Linked DNA regions of Zea mays: region 1 is linked to region 2. Evidence: chromatin contacts called from public Hi-C data. All regions are on one chromosome and are shown on one strand. Each heading gives the region's core, a stretch centred on a gene start, on an enhancer-like site or on the middle of the called end of the contact. The rest is flanking DNA. Distances are from core to core; before and after follow the strand shown.

Evidence for each region. A called contact is a pair of places that touch in the nucleus more often than the background predicts.
Region 1: a contact with region 2 is called in a Hi-C map of leaf, with 3 times the contacts expected there. The contact joins the promoter of LOC100194340 here to the enhancer-like site in region 2. A contact is called at or near these places in 4 of 25 Hi-C or Micro-C datasets (ear, leaf and tassel).

What each region holds. Positions count from the first base shown.
Region 1 is chr2:35,260,976-35,264,273 of Zm-B73-REFERENCE-NAM-5.0, forward strand. It overlaps LOC100194340, which reads left to right and starts at 1,293. Exons shown (of 6, transcript NM_001139376.2): 1 at 1,293-1,521.
Region 2 is chr2:35,200,624-35,203,912 of Zm-B73-REFERENCE-NAM-5.0, forward strand. It overlaps the pseudogene LOC109944153. Among protein-coding and RNA genes, the nearest start is that of LOC100194340, 60 kb to the right of the region's middle. Within about 2 kb of position 1,773, at least 16 of the 20 cell types and tissues checked have an H3K27ac peak or open chromatin away from gene starts, as enhancers often do. A contact at or near this core is called in ear, leaf and tassel, where this site is marked.

The sequences.
Region 1 (3,298 bases), core at 43-2,542, 60 kb after region 2:
TACATAATCTATAAATAATGTACGAAAACTATGTATACCTGAGAACGCGTACGAGTCCAGCTAACGGTGGAGAAGGTCAAGTCGGACGAACACCTACGTAAAAAAAACCAATTGTCAGTAAAAAATTTGGCAGCACCTCCCCTGTAAAGTGATGTTTATAGAACCTGCGAATAAACGACAACACGATGGTTGCCAACACAGAAAACATGTAATATCAATGCGCTAAACAAAATGGTAACTATATAATCACTAAGAATTTACTAAACACTATCAATATACTACGCAACAAACTAGCTAACTATTTTAATAAACACTAACAACGAAATATCTAACTATTTACTAAACAATAAATAAGTGGATACCTAACTAATTACTACTAGTTTACAAACTAAGAAATTAAAAAAATACTGGTCGGCAGTGGGGGCGGGAGCTACCGGGGCCGGAGCGGGCGGTGGCCGATCGTTGGCCGGACTCCGGGCGGCGGGGACTGGTCGGCAGTGGACTGCGGGCGAGCTCGGGGCGGCAGTGGACTGCGTGGGGCGGGCGGCGGCGAGCCGGGCCGGAGCTGGAGCGGGGCGGGCGGCCGGCGGCAGGGACTCGGGGCGGGCGGGCGGCGGCAGTGACTCCGGGCGAGCTCGGGCGGAGCTCGAGCGGGGATCGCGGCGGCGAGCTGGAGCTGGGCCGGGCGGGCGGGCGGCGGCGAGCCGGAGCTGGGGCAGGCGGCGGCGATTTGTGGACGGCGGCGGCGATTTCGTAAACGGCGGCGGCGTGATTTGGAATGAGCAGAGAAGAGAAGAAACGCGCAGAGAGAAGGCAGTTTGCGGGTTTTTCCTAGCTCGGCGCCAAGATCTGTAGCGCCGAGCTAGGTGCCACGCAGGACTGCCACGTCACGAAGCTCGGCGCCATAGGCTATGGCGCCGAGCTGTGTTACCTCGGCGCCACAGCCTGTGGCGCCGAGCTTCGGGTCCAAACGTGCAAATAAAATTTCTGGGGGTCCAAACGTAAATTTTTGACTCGAAAGGGGCTAAAAAACAAAAAATTCGGGCACTGCCGCGGCGAGTTTAGCGCGGTGGAGACGAATAGGAGGGCGTGAGCGGTGGCAGCGAGATTAGCGGGGGTGGGGAGGGTGGAGCCATGATGAGGGTGTGGACGCCCTCCTTACCCTCTTAAGAAATAGTAGAGATATAAACGGACGGTCAGGGCCGGACCTCTTCCCTGATCCCACCATCGTCCATCCTTAAAACCCTGCTTGCCTAAAGCCTCGTCTCTTCCTTCAATTCTTCCCCAACGCAGGCTCTTCCCCCGCACAGCAGCATCTTTCTTCTCCTCTTCGCGGCGCGTCCTCCGGGTTAAGGAAAAAAAAGCGGGGAAAAGGGAGAAGAATCGCACGTCCCGCCGCCGCCCGCTCTGCTAGTGCTAGCTGCTGCTGGTTTGGTCGTTTCCCGGCCGCCGCGCCGGTGACGCAGATCGACAGCTCCTGCCCATCTCAGAGTCCATCGCCGCTGATCCTGCCTGTGCCTGGTAAGACCTTACCCGTTTCACTTTTTTTCTTCTTCTTCTTTTCCTTGGACTGGTATTGGCGTATTATATTGCTGCTATGCCTATGCATGCATGCTCGATCGTGTTCTTGCGTCGTCCTTTCCGCACAGCTGGCTCCCCCGGGGGAGGGGGTGGCTACCGGTATGGGCCTACGTCGGCGGCGACCGGTTTTAATAATTAGACGTGCGATTACTGCTAATTAACGCAACTTATTCTCGCCTCCCGATAATCAATGGATGTGCTGCTAACGACGTCGCGAGGAGGGTAGGATCGACGAGCGTATTCAAGGCGGCCTCCCACTTTGGTTTAAAGGCTGCTACTGCGGAAAAAAATTTGGTGCAGCTCTGCTGCAAATCATATTGTTTACAGCCCCTCACAAAAAGGCAGATAGACTCCACCTGCAGGTCCACCAGATAACGTTGTAGTTATGTTATTGCTACTGCAGGTGGGATCTATCATCATTTTTTGTGAGGAGCTGTAAACCAGACTGTTTGCAGTAGTGCTGCACCAAATTTTTTTCCGCTGCTGGCACGCGTGATCGGCAAAATATATAATAACGTACGGTGTCTCTTGTCTGATGATCGGAACTGCAAAACAACCTAGCTAGTGCTACAGCTACTACTAGACAAATTCGTCAGTCAATCATGAACGGTTTCCCTGCTGCTAGCGCCACAGTGCGCAGTCAATACAATAGGCCTGCCTGCTCTCTCTCTCTCTCAATCAGAATGAATGACGCCCAAATGGAAGAACGCTAGTGCAGTTGCAGCAGCACCGCCGTCGCTAGCTAGAGCCTGCCTGACGTCCAACAGCTGGCGCCTGCCTGTCGTACGTACGTCTTCCGCATGTCGCTAGCTACAACTGATCATTTACGAGCCGAAATACGTGACGGCGCCATCATATCAGCCCCTGTAATCAAGGAGCGAGATGATGTAGACCCGTACGATTAATTTCGCGCTGCAAACGGCGGTAGCTTTTCGTTCATGCTCAGACATGATTATGCTTTACGATAGCTCTGAAACCCGTCAGCTCCTAATGTCCTACAGGCATGTAACGCTGACGCTGGTGGATAAGGATTACCACGTACCTTAGTTTATTTGCTCTGACCAGTGATATGTCCTCTAGCTTGCTGCGATTGTTTTTTAAGCACACAACAGCTGGAAACGAAGACAAGATCTCCGAACTGGACCGCAAGCTGTCAGCTTGGAACTCCCTTGTCTTTTCCAGCGCCAGCCAACCATTTTTCTTTATGCTACCAAAGAGAAACCTTCAGATAAGGTCCAAATGGCAGCACTGTATTTTGAAACCAAACAAAGTCTCCAATTAAAAGATGAGCAGTGTACATCATATATATATATATATATATATATATATATATATATATATATATATATATATATATATATATATATATATATATATATATATATATATATATATATATATATATATATATATATAACTGCAGACAAGGTCGCTGGCCTTCACTGGAGTGAGGGGAGAGAGGGGGCCAGCGGTAGCTAGCAGGACAGTTCTGATGCGCAGAATCTCCTAGTGCGGCTGCCACCTTCCCTGCACGGCTGCACTCGCGTCCAAAGGTACGGTGGTGAAGCCACAGATCCTTTTTCATTTCGTGTGCATACTGATGATTTAAACCATTAGTTTTCCACAAGTACTGTAAGTTCCTCCTGTTCAGGAAAAAAAAAAAGGTTGCTAAAGTCACTGAAATCCTTGACCTCGTCTCGTCGCGTCGATCTTTTTT
Region 2 (3,289 bases), core at 523-3,022:
GCAAAGATTTCATCGGCAAAGGGTTCTTTGCCGAGTGCTTTTTTTCAGACACTCGGCAAAGACTTTGCCGAGTGTCAAAAAGCGAGTGGCAAAGAAAAACACTCGGCAAATTAAGAATCGAAAAAATTTAAAAAAACAGCAAAACATTTTTTAAATTCTAGGAACAACTCTCCAACCCTACCCTATTACCTTACCTGTTGCCCTATCATTTTTCACTATTATTTTGAATCAAACTTATATGTTTTGTAAATGGTGAGATTCGAACTCGCAACCTCTCTCTCGCGCATACCCTCCTATACCACTACACTACTACACCAATTATGTATATATTACGTTTCCATTCCCCATGTACTATAACAAATCGAGAGTAATTTGATTATTTAAGGCACTAAATGAGTTCATTTGAAAATGTGACCAACTATAAAGTTGCATAACTTTTTGAGATCTAAAAGTTTTATTTTAATAGTTTCTACATCCGAGACCGTTTATAAAATTTGAATCTTACATTTAAAAACTTCACACGAAATTTTCAATGATAAGATGATTTCAAATTAAAAAATTGTCAACTACAAAGTTTCATTACATTTCAAGACCTACAACTTTTATTTTGGTGGTTTTTCCATCCGAGACAGTTTGAAAAATTCAAATTTCAAAATTCAAACATAGTTTTGCGTAACAAGATGATTTCAAACTAAAACATTGTCAACTACAAAGTTTCATAACTCTTCAATACCTACAACTTTCATGTTGGTGGTTTTTCCTTTCGAAGTCGTTTTCAAAATTTCAAATTTTAAATTTTTTAAATTCAGACGTAGTTTTCGTTGACAATATGACTTGAAATGAAAAAGTTGTCAACTATAAACTTCTATAGCTTCTCAACATCTACAAAGTTTATTTTGGTTGTTTGGTAATTTGTTTATCTCAGATGATGGTTCTAACAATATGCACAAATTCTATACGTCTCTCTCGTAGTTTCATAAACTACGAGAGAGATATATGTTTTATGAACAAATTTATTTTTATTTTGTCATATGAAGAAATGTTCAATATATAAATTGTACATCATGATGAGTTATACAAATTTGTAGTTGAAATTTTTTTCATTTGAATTAATTTACTACTTTAAAATGTGATTTTTAAATTGTCTTTGCCTAGTGTTGGAGAAAAAACACTCGGCAAAGAGCTCTTTGCCGAGTGTTGTATTTGTGACACTCGGCAAAGAGTTTTTTGCCGAGTGTCAAAAAAAGACACTCGGCAAAAAAACTCTTTGCCGAGTGTCAAAAATAAAACACTCGGCAAAGAGCTTCTTCGCCGAGTGTTTTCTTTTACCGAGGGTTTTTTGCGTGGCACTCGGCAAAGAGCTCTTTGCCGAGTGTCCGAAATAAAACACTCGGCAAAGAATTTGACACTTGGTAAAGAGCCAAATTCCGATAGTGATGTCAGAAAAGCCGATATGTACGTTGTAATTATAAGCCTAGACAAGCACTTGTCTAGGTTGGTAACTAAAACAGCGTTCTCTCGGAACTGGTCTAGCTCTAGCTGAAATGGTCATGGAAATGCAAACCCGGAACTGGTCTAGCTGAAGAGAGCGCAAAATGGGGGTGATTAAAAAGATGAGGCGCCGCCGCTGCAGATAAAAATCTCTTTCATCTCGCGACTGCGACTGCGAGTCGCGAACTGCGAGTCGCGAGAGGCGGTGGAAGCGCGTGGACCCCGTCCGTCCGCCTGTGATCGTGTCGTGTGTACTCGTGCATGGCGCGGCGCGCGCTCTGAATGATGAGCTGGAGGCAAAGCCGCCGTCACCGTCGCCGTGGACCGGGACAGGCGGGACAGCGACAACCGGGGCCGTGCCCGCGCGCATTGGGTGCCTGAAATCCCTTCCTGCCTACAGCAGCAGCGAGCCGAGCGCGAGCCCGGTCGGGCTCGGGCGAGCTCTTGGCTCTGTCAACGAGTGCAGTGCAGCCGGTGGTCATGACGGAATGCGAGGGAGGGAGAAGTCACGATTGGGGTCCCTGTTGAATCATGTGAGGTGAACGAGAGCCGCCGAGAGAGACGGGATGGCATGGAATCTGCGGTGCAGGAACAGGGAGCTACTCAAAGACCTGAGTGGGTAACTGTCGATCGGGGACGGCCGTCGATATTGATTCCGCCCAGAAAAAAAAAAGCGAAAGATCGATCGACACGCGTACTATCATTGCATGCATTGCATGCGACGGTTCCCGTCAAGACAAGCGGCTGGCTCGTAGGAGGACTAGAGTACGTAACACGGTTACATTAACGTACTGATGCGTCTAGAACTTCTCGTACTCGAACGGGAAAGAAAAGGCGGATGACCCAATTGTCTGAAGGACTCATGCATGGGCGCCAAACAGAAAGAAGCTTCGGCTTACGTACGTAAACATCGTCGTCATATCATATAGGAGTACCGAAAAACAAGTGCCGTGAGAGAGTGAAACTACATTGCTAACCCGTACTGCTAGCACACACAGATGACGACCTACCTCAGCAAGCATTACTGCTTTCAGAGAGTTAAGATTCCGATCCCCTCTAAGAGCAACTCCAACAGAGCACGCTAAAACACCCCAAAAAAGATTTATTAGCAAAACAGCTCTTTTCAGCGCTCCAACAGTCCATCTATTCCCCCCCCCCACCCAAACCCGAATAACCAGCGCTCGTCCCCGCATATTTCCGCGTCACGACTCCGTCCCCAATCTTGCGCGCGCGCGAAATCTACTATTCCCGTGCCAAAATTTGCTGAAGCAAGTTCGCGTTCGTGCTGGAAGGAGCTGCTCCATGGCGGGATCTGGCTTGAGCGGCGGAGGCAGTACCGGAGGGGGAGGATTGGGCAGCAGTGGAGGAGGCGGACGCGGTCGCGGTCGCGGCTGTGGAGGAGACGGACGCGGTCGCGGCTGTGGAGGAGCAGGGCGATTCGGTGGTGCAGGAGGAGCCGAACATGGTGGAGGAGGCGGACTCGATGTTGGGGCAGGAGGCGGACACGACGGTGGAGGTGGTGGAGGCGGACGCGGCGGCGACTACTGGCAGTGTGGATCAACGTCTGCTCGATCTGCGACTCCTACTGTTCCGGCAAACTCCATTGGCGGTGGGTTCCCCCAAATGCATGTCACCTGCGGAGAAGAAATCGACCTCGACGGTGGACATACCGTGCCAGGCACATTCCATGGTGGACCTTTCCGGCCAGCTGTGCCTGCACATGCGAGAGTCGTCGCAGATCCGTTAGCGTCGACCATGTTCAGCTGCAGGGACGAGTTGCCTTCATCCTTCAACCGAG